2 separate regions of the Mus musculus genome follow, and region 1 is linked to region 2. Evidence: chromatin contacts called from public HiChIP or PLAC-seq data. All regions are on one chromosome and are shown on one strand. Each heading gives the region's core, a stretch centred on a gene start, on an enhancer-like site or on the middle of the called end of the contact. The rest is flanking DNA. Distances are from core to core; before and after follow the strand shown.

The links. HiChIP or PLAC-seq counts read pairs in DNA pulled down with a chosen protein or histone mark.
Region 1: an HNF4G HiChIP or PLAC-seq map of pancreatic cancer cells shows a contact between it and region 2. The contact joins two enhancer-like sites. A contact is called at or near these places in 1 of 484 Hi-C or Micro-C datasets (epidermal suprabasal cells), 2 of 115 datasets of contacts at active chromatin or transcription factors (embryonic stem cells and pancreatic cancer cells) and 1 of 9 other capture datasets (pancreatic islet).

The regions. Positions count from the first base shown.
Region 1 is chr1:135,894,143-135,900,151 of GRCm38.p6, reverse strand. All of the region lies in intron 2 of Pkp1 (plakophilin 1), which reads left to right. Among named protein-coding and RNA genes, the nearest start is that of Pkp1, 22 kb to the left of the region's middle. Within about 2 kb of position 4,546, at least 20 of the 459 cell types and tissues checked have an H3K27ac peak or open chromatin away from gene starts, as enhancers often do. A contact at or near this core is called in pancreatic cancer cells, where this site is marked.
Region 2 is chr1:135,767,849-135,773,485 of GRCm38.p6, reverse strand. It overlaps Phlda3 (pleckstrin homology like domain, family A, member 3), which reads right to left. Exons shown (of 2, transcript NM_013750.2): 2 at 4,352-5,008. Among named protein-coding and RNA genes, the nearest start is that of Phlda3, 4.6 kb to the right of the region's middle. Within about 2 kb of position 1,650, at least 121 of the 459 cell types and tissues checked have an H3K27ac peak or open chromatin away from gene starts, as enhancers often do. A contact at or near this core is called in pancreatic cancer cells, where this site is marked.

The sequences.
Region 1 (6,009 bases), core at 3,297-5,796, 120 kb before region 2:
TACAGGGGAGTGGCCTTGAAGGGGAGGAAGACAAGGCTGAGCCAGGTTGGCCAGGACGCTGTGACTTCAGCAAGGGCTGAATAGCCTGCCCCAAACCAAGAGCCTTCTGGGGCAGTGTATGATTGGAGAAACTGAGGCTGGGGAAGTAGACTGACTGCCCAGCATACTCAGTCAGGGAGGCAGTGGGGAAAGAAGACTAAAGCCAGCTCTCCTGACCAGAGTTCTTGTAACTTGGCTGTGTTAAGCCTCTCTTTGCCACCCTAACATTTCGAAAACTCCAGTCATGAGCACTTAGTATTACAGTTTATTAAAACCATCATTCCAACTATTGCTTATTTTTCAAGAAATCACTTTTAAGTTTCAGTGCACTTCTGTTGAAAAGAAACTACACGCCACTAATGTCAGATGACACAAAAATAGATTCTTTGCTATTAAAGGAAGAGTAGCCATGACCTTAATAACCAATATGAGTACTGTGAAACAGAACTCTTTTTAATGCTAGCGAGGTGTGTCTGCTCCACTGGAGATTTTGAGTTGTTTTTGCTTCGAAAGAGATGTGGATGAGTGACGAAGAAGCATAGGGACTCACCCCTAGGCTTTGTCCTCATGGCCATCAGACTGGAAATGCAAGCACTTCTCCGTGCTTCAGTGATGGTTACTGCCTGTGTCCTTCAGATCCCTAAAGTCCTCTCACATCCACAGTGCATGCCGAAGACATGTGAAGATTCTGAGTCATGAGATAATCATGCGGGATGGTTTTTCCACAATGACTCCCACCCAGGTCATGTAGAGATCTGAGAACCAAGGGAAAAGGTGCCCAGGTAGAGCCTTGTCACTCAGTAAGGCCACCAGCCTATGCCTAGATGAATACCTTTTGCTAGTGGAGTATAGGGAGATGGGGTCTCTGACTCAGTGCCTACCAAGGGCCATGTTCTATGGATTAAAACCTCCTTTGGGACCAGATTAAGAGGGTTCAGGAACAACCCCCAACTTCTCTCACCTTCACCTAAAATCCTAACCACCCTTCTGGAGGCCCTGCAGTGCTAGACGCAGAATGGGAGCACTCGGGAGCAGCCAATGACCCATAGTTCCCTACTAACTACATAGTCTTGAAGCAGGGTGGCCCAAGACACCCAAATCCATAGAAACCCAACAATAGTTGGCTAACTCCAAGAGACTCCAGGGTCTAGCTCCCACTACCCACGTTAGCACTGGCGGCCCTTCTCTCCTCCACATAACTCATGTGACCCAGCAGTGTATTTGGAACAAGGTGTGGCATAAGGGAACCAGTCCCTCCTCTCAGTTGCTACACTCATGTTCCTGCACAGAACACACCAGCTGTAGCCATCACAAGGTCTCCTTTGTCACTCGTGTCCCTTGGGCCAGAAGGTCTTTTCAGCTCTGGTCTTTGGGCTGTAGACTTGTATGACACCAATGAGCAGCCAAGCTCCTTGCTTCTTTTTCCTTTTCTCCCACACCCCACAGTGCTGAAGATGGAACCCGAACCCTTATGCATGTGAAGCAAGCACTCTCCCACTGAGTTTCCCCCTCCCCGAGCTCTATTCTCTTTTTAAATACATTCAAGACTCTGTCATAACCACCAAGGGATGAGAGACAGGTACCTCCTTGGCCTGGAGTCTTTAAGTTTCAGGCTAGCCAATGGCTAGAGACACTTTGATGTCTCAACAGAGGGCCACTTAGGATAGAAGCTATTCGCTTTTTGCAGTTGGTTTATTTTTTTTGTTGTTGAGATTGTTCTTACTATAAAGCCTAAGATGGCCTGGAATCCATGGTTCTCCTTGTTCAGCATCTGGAACATCGGGATTTAGAGGCATATGCCACCATACCCAGTGTTCTTTGCCACTTAGACTTTGTTCCCATCACCAGACTCTAGTAGCTGGTGGCTGGGGTGGCTGGAGACAAATGCTAAGAGAGAGACCTCATATAAAAGAGAGGACCAAGAGGCTTTGGATAAGATCAAGAAATTTTCAAAGATTTTTCCTTACCTCTGGAAAAATGTATTTCTGTTCAGGTCGGGTGTGCTTGTGCATATGTGTATGAAAGTGGGTATTTGTGTGTGTGAGCGCACATGCATGCTTGTGTGTACATATGCTCATGTACATGTTCATTTTCCAAAGGAGTGATCTTTTACTCTTGAGTGGGGGTAAGGATGGCCACTTACTTTCATATGAGGTTCTTGATGATCTAATCAGGAAAGGATTCAAGGCTTTCAGGGTCTTCAGCGCCAGAGAAGCAAGTTCTTTAAGATATGCCTTTTCCACAAAGTCCTTAGCCCTCTTCTAGCATTGAGACCATACACACAACCTCAGGGCTCACAGCGGTTCTGGGGCCACTCAGCATCCCACCAACATTCCAGAACAGGCTGGAGACACTGGATGTGAGAGATCTATCTATATTCTGCTGGGCAGCCAGTTCACACTGCGGTGCTCCCCTCAACTCCTCCCTTCCTGTGTTGACCCATCGCTGGGACAGCTGAGTTGGCCTCTGAGTTCAAAACCCAGAACCCATGACACTGCCCTGTAGAATGACTGGGGCTCCAATTTGTCTTGAGTTCATGGGAAAGAGACAGCCAAGGAAACATGGGGGACTGGAGAGATGGCTTTGCACTTAAGAAAACTCTATGCTCTTCCAGAGGACAGAAGTTTGGCTTCCAGCACTCACGTCACTCAGCTTGCAATTCTGTGACCCCATTTTCCAGGGGATCTGACACCTCTGTTCACGTGAGCACCTGCACTCACATGCACCTGTCCACATGCACACACACTCTTACACATAGTTAACAATATATTTTTAATCTTTAAAAAGAAACATGCGTATAAACTCTCACATCCTTGTTCCCAAAATCACTCTGACAGTGACACGAGCTACAACAACCCTACTTCTCCAGTGGGTTGGAGGAGGAAGGAGAGGATCTGATCAAGCAGGGAGGAGGATGTAGAGATGGAGGGCGCTGTAGCTGCTATGGCGATCGGTTCTGATAGCAGTTGGTACCTGCTCAGTTTCATGCCTCTCACTGTATATGAGGAGACCCTAGGGGCTTCTCACCCCCATAAGGAGGACCTGGAACCTACAGCCAAGGAGGCCAGGTCACAGGAACACTGGGTGTCTCCAGAGAGAAAGACACCTCCCAAAAGCCTCTCAGGCTACTGATCAGAGTTCTGTAGTGCCCCCAGACCTGGGCTGCAGCCATCTAGATGCTTTGGGAGCTCCGTCTTCAGTTATCTGCAAATGTCTCGTAATACCATTATTACGTATTGTATTGGTAGGTGCTCCCAGTTCATGCTCTTCGGAGGTCAAGAGAGACCCTGAGTGTTTGTTACTGGCCAGCTTTCTCACAAAGTCTACGTACACTTTCGAGATGGGCACCCAAACGTTTGTTTTTTACATTTTAATGTTTTTCTAAGGTGGCTCATCCCTATAATCCTAACAGTTAGGAGGCTGAGAAAGAATAATTATGACTGGACAATGAGTTAAGACTATTTCAAGCAGACAGACAGACAAAAAAATCAGTAACAAAACGTATTTGGGCCCTGGAGCTGGACTACAGTGGAGTCTGCCGTTGTTCCTCTTCTCAGATAGGAACTGGTTGCCAATGGGGAAGAGGAGGTGCAGACCTTTAATCCTAGCACTCAGGAGGCAGAGGCAGGTGGATCTCTGTGAGTTCAAGGCCAGCCTGGTCTACAGAGCAAGTCCCAGGACAGTCAAAGATATACAGGGAAACCCTGTCTTGAAAAACCAAAGAAACAAAACAAAACTGTTAACCAGACAGTACCTTTGGGATCATGGGCATCTCTCGGGTGTTTCTGGAGTGCCCCTGAGTTTCAGGCTGTGGTGACATAATTGCAGCTGTGTCTCTTTGCCTTTGAGACTCCACAAAGAGGAACACCCACCCCAGCCTCCTTCAAGGCCAAGTGGCACCTCTGTGCCTGAATGGACATCGGGGAGTCCGACCAGTGTGGTTGTCCTTACAACTGTGTGCCAGGAAATAAGAAGTCCAGCCCAGTTTGGGCCCTCTGCTTCTCAAGACGAGTCAGAGACTGACTCTCTCCCTGATGAAGTTCCATCTTTAGTAACTCAGATCTCAGCAGCTCACTTACTGACTCAGACTGCTAAATAAGCAACCCTCTGTGCCTTTCAGAGAACTCTCTATGCCTTGGGTCCTGTGTGCCCCTCTTGGATGCCTTGTTGGTAAAGGAACAGAGTCTAAAAGGCCCAGGAACACTCAACAAAGTATCTGCATATCAGATATAGCTTGTTCCGCAGGAGTGGACAAATCCCTAGTAAAATGCAAGACAGCTTGTTGTCATTACTGTGTAAGGGTCCTCAGTGGGCACAGACAGGCAATGGTAGTTGAGAGATTAACAACCATGAAGCCTGTCCTGCAGGGGCTTTCTGGTCAGGTCCTTTCTCTAGAAAGCTCTCTCTGGGCCCACAAGGGATGAGGACTCTGTGAAGTTGTATGCATACTGGCTTTCATGCAAAGGGCGTGGGGAGATTGCCTTGCTGAACATGGCCCTGTTGGACACTCCACTGGGTGTGTGACTTGCCAGGCAGAGAAGGGTGTGTCCTGTGGCAGAGCCAGTTTGGCCAGCCCCACCTTGTTGGCAGAAGCGTGGTTTCAAAATGGGCTAATAGCTGGGGACACGGACACTCTTTTCATCTTGGCCTGCCTTGCACATACAGCTCCCAAAGAGCTAGGCAGTTTCTGTCTGGTTATGCAGAATCGAAATAGAATTTTCTGGGATCAGCCAGGTATCAGCTATATCCCAGGTCAGGGTAAAGGGAAGTGTCCTGAACCTCAGCAGAGCTCAGTCTGTGCCACCTGTCTTGCCCTGCTCAGAGGCCCTCCTATCCTCTACCAGCCCACTTCATCTGTGGTAGACTCCTGGGCAAGGAGGCCATGGGGAACCCAGTGCTCAACAGCAACTGGAGCCTCCATTCCCAGGAGAAATCCTCTCTTTTCCACCAGTGCATGCTGGGAACCCAGCCACTGCTCACACACACACACACACACACACACACACACACACACACATAGACACACACACACTACCACCACCACCACCACCACTACCACCACCACTCATCGGGCTAGGCACAGTAAAATGCCTTTTGCTTGAAAAGCTTGGGAGAATAAATGAGCCCTGCTGTGATAACCAGAGAGCAGACAAGACCAGGGGATATTAGGTGTGCAGCTGGAGGAGTCCAGCTGTGGGCATCCAGAGCCAGGAAGGGGCACAACAGACTCGATGTAGATGACAGGTTTGGGCAGAGACTTGAGAGAAATGTAGAGTTCAAATGGTGGGCAGAGAGCAGGTGAAGCAGGGGCCCAGGGTATGTCTGCTGTTGTGGGACAGTGTGAGAGGGAGGTGTTAGGAGGGAAGAAATGGCTGGCTGTGGGGGTTATAGAGGGCTAGAGGGAATAGGGTCAAGTTGATGTGCTTGCCTGGTAAGTAGCAGAGATACAGTAAGCTCTGCAGCAAAGTTGGGACTGACGGAAGCTTTGCCTGAGAAAGGCAGGTCTGAGTGTCTGAGGAGGCAGGGCCAGGGGGACCCTGGGGTCTGGTGGGAGAAGTTAGGAAGTGCCTAGGACCACAGTCCGATCGGTAGCAATACAAAAGAAGAAAGCAGAGAGAACAGTCAGGTGGGTGCCACCTCGTCCAGAATGGCTGCTTACTGTCCTGCCCGAAGACTTCAGCAAATACAGGTTTCTTGGGCCGTAGGAGCTTAAGAAATGTATTGGTTTGCTTTGATCCAGCTCACTCTAGAACTCACGTTCCTTGCCTACACAGTGACCCAGTGGGCTCCTGAGAGCTTCCTACCTAAGGATGAGCCGGAAGAGAGGGAGCATCAGTGTGGGTTGAAACACCTCCGTCTTCAGGAAGAAGGAGAAGAATGAAAGAAAACATTTGGGGCAGAGGGCAGGGGGCCTTAAAGGCAGAGCCACTAAACAACCTGGGGGCTTCTCTAGCATAATGAAGAAGTGTC
Region 2 (5,637 bases), core at 401-2,900:
TGTGTCTCTTGTCTCACCTCATCTTCTCTGGTACTAGCATCTTTACACAATCATGTCCTCCACCTGGAATGTTCCCTGTGATCAGAATTCTATCCCACCTTCAAAGACTCCTCCATGAACACCCCCTATCCCAGCCTGCTTTTCCCTTGCCATACTCTTGGTCTCAAAACCCTTAAGGCTTCCTGGAAGCCAACATCTGGCCAGAAGAGCATCTCCTCATGCAGTGAATACCAAGTGCTAACATTTCACTGAGGCTGAGTTCAACTGATAAACTTAGCAGAGGGGCCCTGCAGAGAGCTGGCAGGAGAGCCCCACAGAGACTCCTTCTGGCTCTTCTCCCTACGGCTAGAGGTTTGCTGCCCTTTCTCCAAGAAGGTAGGAAATGTTGCCAGCCTGAGCCAAAGGAGGTGATGCTTCCAAGGAAAGCATTGCTGCCTGCAGGTTTGGGTTCCTTGGAGCTGCTGGGTAACATCAGGAGGAAGGTTAATGGAGGCTTCTATCTCCAGCAATGGGTCAGTGAACAACTTGTCCAGGTTTGAAGAGTCTCTCAGAATGTGGACTGGTCAAGGCTACATTAATAATAATAATAATAATAATAATAATAATAATAATAATAAAAATGGAGAAAACAGGACAGTTTTGCGTGTTGTGAGGCCCCTGGGGATGGTGCCACATGAGAGACAGAGCTGCTGAATCTTGGCCTTTGTGGCTGGGGTAACCCTGAGTTTAGGTCCTGAGACAAACAGTATCTTAGACCAGCCTAGGAACAACATTTGGACCTGGGTCTCCTTAGGTCCCTCAAAGTCCTTGCTGTCCCTTCCTATCCGAAGGCCCCTCCACTCTTAAGAATACTCCTGCTCTGGCCTTGTACTTTTTGATGGCCCAAATAACTGGATCTTTCCCTGCTTTCAGAGCCCATCCTTGCTGGTTTTTGTTTGGTTTGGTTTTAGGGCAGAATCGGGAGCTTGGGAAGGGGCCTCTGTGCAGCCCTGGCTGACCTCAAACTCTTGATCGTCATGCTTTAGTCTCCCAAGTTCCAGTGCTATAGGTACTACCGACACAGCCTGGTGCCACCCTGGTCCCTGAAGCTGACTCTAGTCACTTTCTTCATGAACACTCAGCACACAGCAGCTCACAGGCAGCTCTTTGAAGTTCCTTAGTCCTCAGAGCTAACACAGGAGAGCTCCTTCACCTCTGAGCTCCCTCCTCTCAGCAAAACTGACTTAAATCATTGATTTGAGCAATCACTCATGCAGTAAGAATTAATCTGTTTGGCATTGGGTTAATAGCACCTGCTTTGATTTCCACCATGACTAAGTTGACTCCTGACGGCACCACTTATTAACTGCTGTGACTCTGAATAGTCACTTTGCCTCCCCAAGTCCTGGTTTCTTACTTAATATAAGACAAGTACCTCTCTCATCGAGTACTAACTACAGTTTTAGATGCCTTAGCACTATAGGTAACTGCAGCTTTTGGAACAATACACGGGAAACATATGTACTGCTTGCCATTGCTATTATTAAGGGCGTACTGGATGACAAGTAACCTGGAACACCAGGGATACACAATTGACACATCCAAGAACTAACCAGTCTACTGGCACAGGCTGACATACAAACCAGCAATCGCATTCAGTGAAGAAATGGCCACACGGCAGGAAGAGCGGTTACTCAGGCTACCCTGCAGGCAGGGCTGTCAGGGGAGGCATCTCTCGGAGCATGAGAGCTCCGAGCCATGATACCAAAATGTGGGAGGAGTTGGAGGAAATGGTTTGTTGTGTGAGGTGACCTTCACTGGTACTGGGATGGGAACAGTTACCTGTGGAGTCCTGGATGTGCAAACATAAGCACGGTAGAGAGAGACAGAGAGAGAACGAACAATTAGGACAGGAACTCCCCCACTGCAAGGGACAAGCAGCTGCTGGTGCCAGCAGAAGAAATCAATTGCATTTTATAGCAATCACTCTGGTGGACTGCGGTGGGCAAATGAGAATAGTCGATTGGAGGTACCCAAGCCAGAGCTTTCCATACAGCCTCAGGGCAGCCTGGCATCCAGCCTGGCATTCTTGCTAGGGTCCCTGGATGCTGGCCCTGGTGACACAGCTGCCCGTGGAGCCTTATCACTGGCTCCAGATTTCCGGCAGACAATCTTATCGCGCCCTGGAGATCCATCCTTTCTTCTCTTCTGCAGTTCCAGCTCTGGACTCTCTGGCTTTTCCCACCTTCTCGCCATTCTTTCCCTGCAACAGGCTCACTCTTGCCAAAACCTCAACTCCCAACCCGGCTCTCCCAGAGCAGAACGAGCCCATCCCTTCTCCCCTCAGCCTCCCCACCCCACCTCCTCGGACTCCAGTTGTTCAGCTGAGACATGCCCTGTCTCATTTTCCCATTGATGACTCATGGATCAGGCCGGGCGAGGCCCTGGCTGCCAGAGCAGGGGGGAAGTTGGTGGCAGCAGCCCCTCCCTGGCCTCACAGTGTCCTCTGGCCCAGCTAGGCAGTTTTCTCTCTCCTGAGAGTCTGCTGGCACCCTGACCTGACTCTGTCACCAAAGGGGCTTTTACCCTAGCAGCAGTACAGCAGGCATTCCAAGGGTGAAGAAGACCTCTGCTCCTTCTTGGAACTTCACAGCAAAAAAGCCGACCTTGCGGTGCGACCCCTTCCCTGCTAAAAAGCCCGAAGCTCCCCTAATGGTCTTTTGAAATAATATGTTCTGGGAGCACCAGACCCCTCTCTACAATGAGAGCTGAGAAGCCAGGGTTCTCAGAATTGTGGTAAGTATTCATTCTGTTCTACAGTCCCCACCAACGCATGTGTGCCAGAGGCCTGCTATGTGCCAGGTTCACAAGAGGGTCTCTAATGGTGAACTTTAGATAGCTTGGGACTCACCTAGCAAAAAGGACACACCAAAGCTGGCTTTGGGCAAGAACCGAAGCACACTTGGAACCAAGGCTCAGTCTTTAAAAAAGTAGGGCGCTTCAGAAACCAGAGCCTGCTTCCATCCCCCAAGCAAGTACCTGCCCCCTGCCCTGGACGCTCTGCCCTGCCCGTGTCTGCTGCCCTTTGTGGCACAATGACCCCTCTCAGCTCTGCCGAGGTCAACACTGAACAGCAAGGAAATACTGCCCAGTGCTTCCTGTGTGGTCAATTCCACCCGCACTGGCTGCTATTGGTTTGTCTGCCACTAAACTCTGGGTTCCTAGGGTGGAAATCGGGTCTGTCTTTTTTTTTTTTCCTTCTCCACATCCATTGGAAATCAGAGTACCCAAGAAGAGACACTATTTCTGCTCATCTTCCTTCCCCATTTCTGAGTGCCCGATGCCTCACTTCTTTAAGCCTGAATCTCTACCACCAGGATCAATTCTTGGGCTTTGCTGGAATAGTGGCTGTTTCACAAGGACAGGAAAAGTAACCCTTCCCCACTAACAGCTACATCAAGGCAGGAATGGCAACTTTCTCTCCAGTCCTGAAGCATGAAAGTGCTGACTCTCCCCACCCGAAGAAGACATCAATGGATCACAGTGCGCACACTGGCTCAGCCCTAACCTTTATAGCATTGATCTAGGTTAGCATGGAAGATGATGGGTTTTTTGACCTAGTGGGATGAAGCTATCCACAGGGTGATAGTAGACTAATGAGATAATAAGTGAGATAATGGTTAACTGTCAACCATACAACCATCTTTACACCCATATTCGACTGTAAGATACAGTTCCCATCCCACATGAGAGAGACTGCTGAGGACCGAGGGACACAGACAGGAAAAGGAAAAGTTTGATTAAAAAACAAGAGACACCAGAAGGTGTGAAACATGAGAAGCCAAAGGTTATTAAAGAGACTTCAAATGACTACGAAGTAAGTTCCCTCGGCCTCGTTCCTTCTGGAGAGACTCTGAAGCAGGTCACTGCTCCGCATCAGGGAGGGGAGGGAGACTTGCTGGTTATACTGGGAAAGGTCACAGGGGACACTCCACAGCCGGTTCTGTCTAACTCAAGGCCCCAATTCCTCTGCTGATTCCCATGTAGAAACAACTAAGGAAGTCTTAATTACGTATTAATGTGTGAATCTGCATGTGTAAACCACACGGAGAGAAGCCTACCTGGAAACTAGAGTCACTTCCCAGGTTAGTAGGGACAAAGTCACCCTCTACAGAAGAGGCAGCTGCAGGACTTGACATTCTTCAGTCACACTGGGGCCCTTCCTTCCTATGGCCGATGAGGCCATGTCTACTGGGGGTACAGTGCTTGTACCCCTCAAGTTACATCTTTCAGAGGGCCTGTGGACTAGAGAAGAGATGTTCCAAAGCTCTAGGTGTCCTGTACTTAAAAGAATTTCACTCAGTAGACAGCGTGGTTACTGCCCACGAACTGGGCCTCTTCATTCTGGAATAAGCATGAAATGGTAAAGGGCCAACCCTTACCCCACCCCCACCCCCTCCAGGCCCAACACCGAAGTGAGGAGAGGGCAACAGGGGTGAGGGAAGAAGTGTGCAAAGAAAGGGTACAGATGGGCGGGGGGGTCCCAAAAGGACCTAAGCAGCAGGAGACCCCCCCCAGGCACAGGACTCCAGCCCAGCAGACCCCCCTCCACAAGCTGAGTCCAGTGGCTGTCCTAAGGTAAGGTGGTCATCTTCTGGACCCCAGGCTGGCCTCCTGAGTTCTGAGGCACTGGCTTAGCACGCCATGAAGAACAGCCAGCCCTTCTTTGGGCATGTCTCAAAGCCAGAGGTCAAACAGCAGTCTGCAGAACCCAGAACCAAGGGCTGGACCAGGTAAGGCCCAAGTCATGATACTGGAGGCCAGGCCTGTGGCTCGCAAGTCTGAGCTGGATATAACAACAGTCTTAGTGTCCAGGAACTGAATCTTCATGCTCAGCCCCTACTGGCTTCTGCTCTCCGTCTCTGGCTGGTTGGCTCCTTCCATGATGATAGGTTTATCTTCCTCATGTTGATAGCTTCTGGCTCATCACATGTAGCCAGGTCCCAACCAACCAAAGTGGACAGAGAAGCTGGAAAGCAAGAACAGTGGTTAGGATGGTTGGTTTATTGCATGCCTCACACCAGGTCTTCTCAACCTGTCTACACCAGAACAGAAGGAAATAATGTGACCACTCCTGTTATCCACAGGGAACAGGTTCCATCCAGGTCATGCCACAGACACTAAAATCCGGGGGCTTCTTTCTCTAACCGGGTGTAGTTTTGCATATAACCTATGCAAACCTCCCATATGCTTGCAGTCATCCCTGTATTATTGTTAATACCTAACACAATGTAATGTTATATAAATTGTCATTAAACTATACTGTTTGGGAAATGATTGACAAGAAAAAAAAAAGGTCTGTGAGTGTTAGGGAAACATTTTTTCCCCCAAGTATTTTTTGACCAGGGATTGACTGGAGAAATGGACAGAAGGCTGATGACATGCTGTGGTCAGTGGAAGCTGCTTCCTCCAGCCCCTCTCTGCGTCCTAAGGGATCATGGTGGACCCATTCTTAGCCCAGAGGGTTTGCTTTACAGCTTCTCTATGGGGGGGGGGGCAGCAAACCAGAGTCTCAAAGGGGCTGGAACACCAGATAATCCCTAGGCTCAGTTGACCTCTGTTTGCTGGAGATGGAAGAGGAGATGGATGAGGTACTTT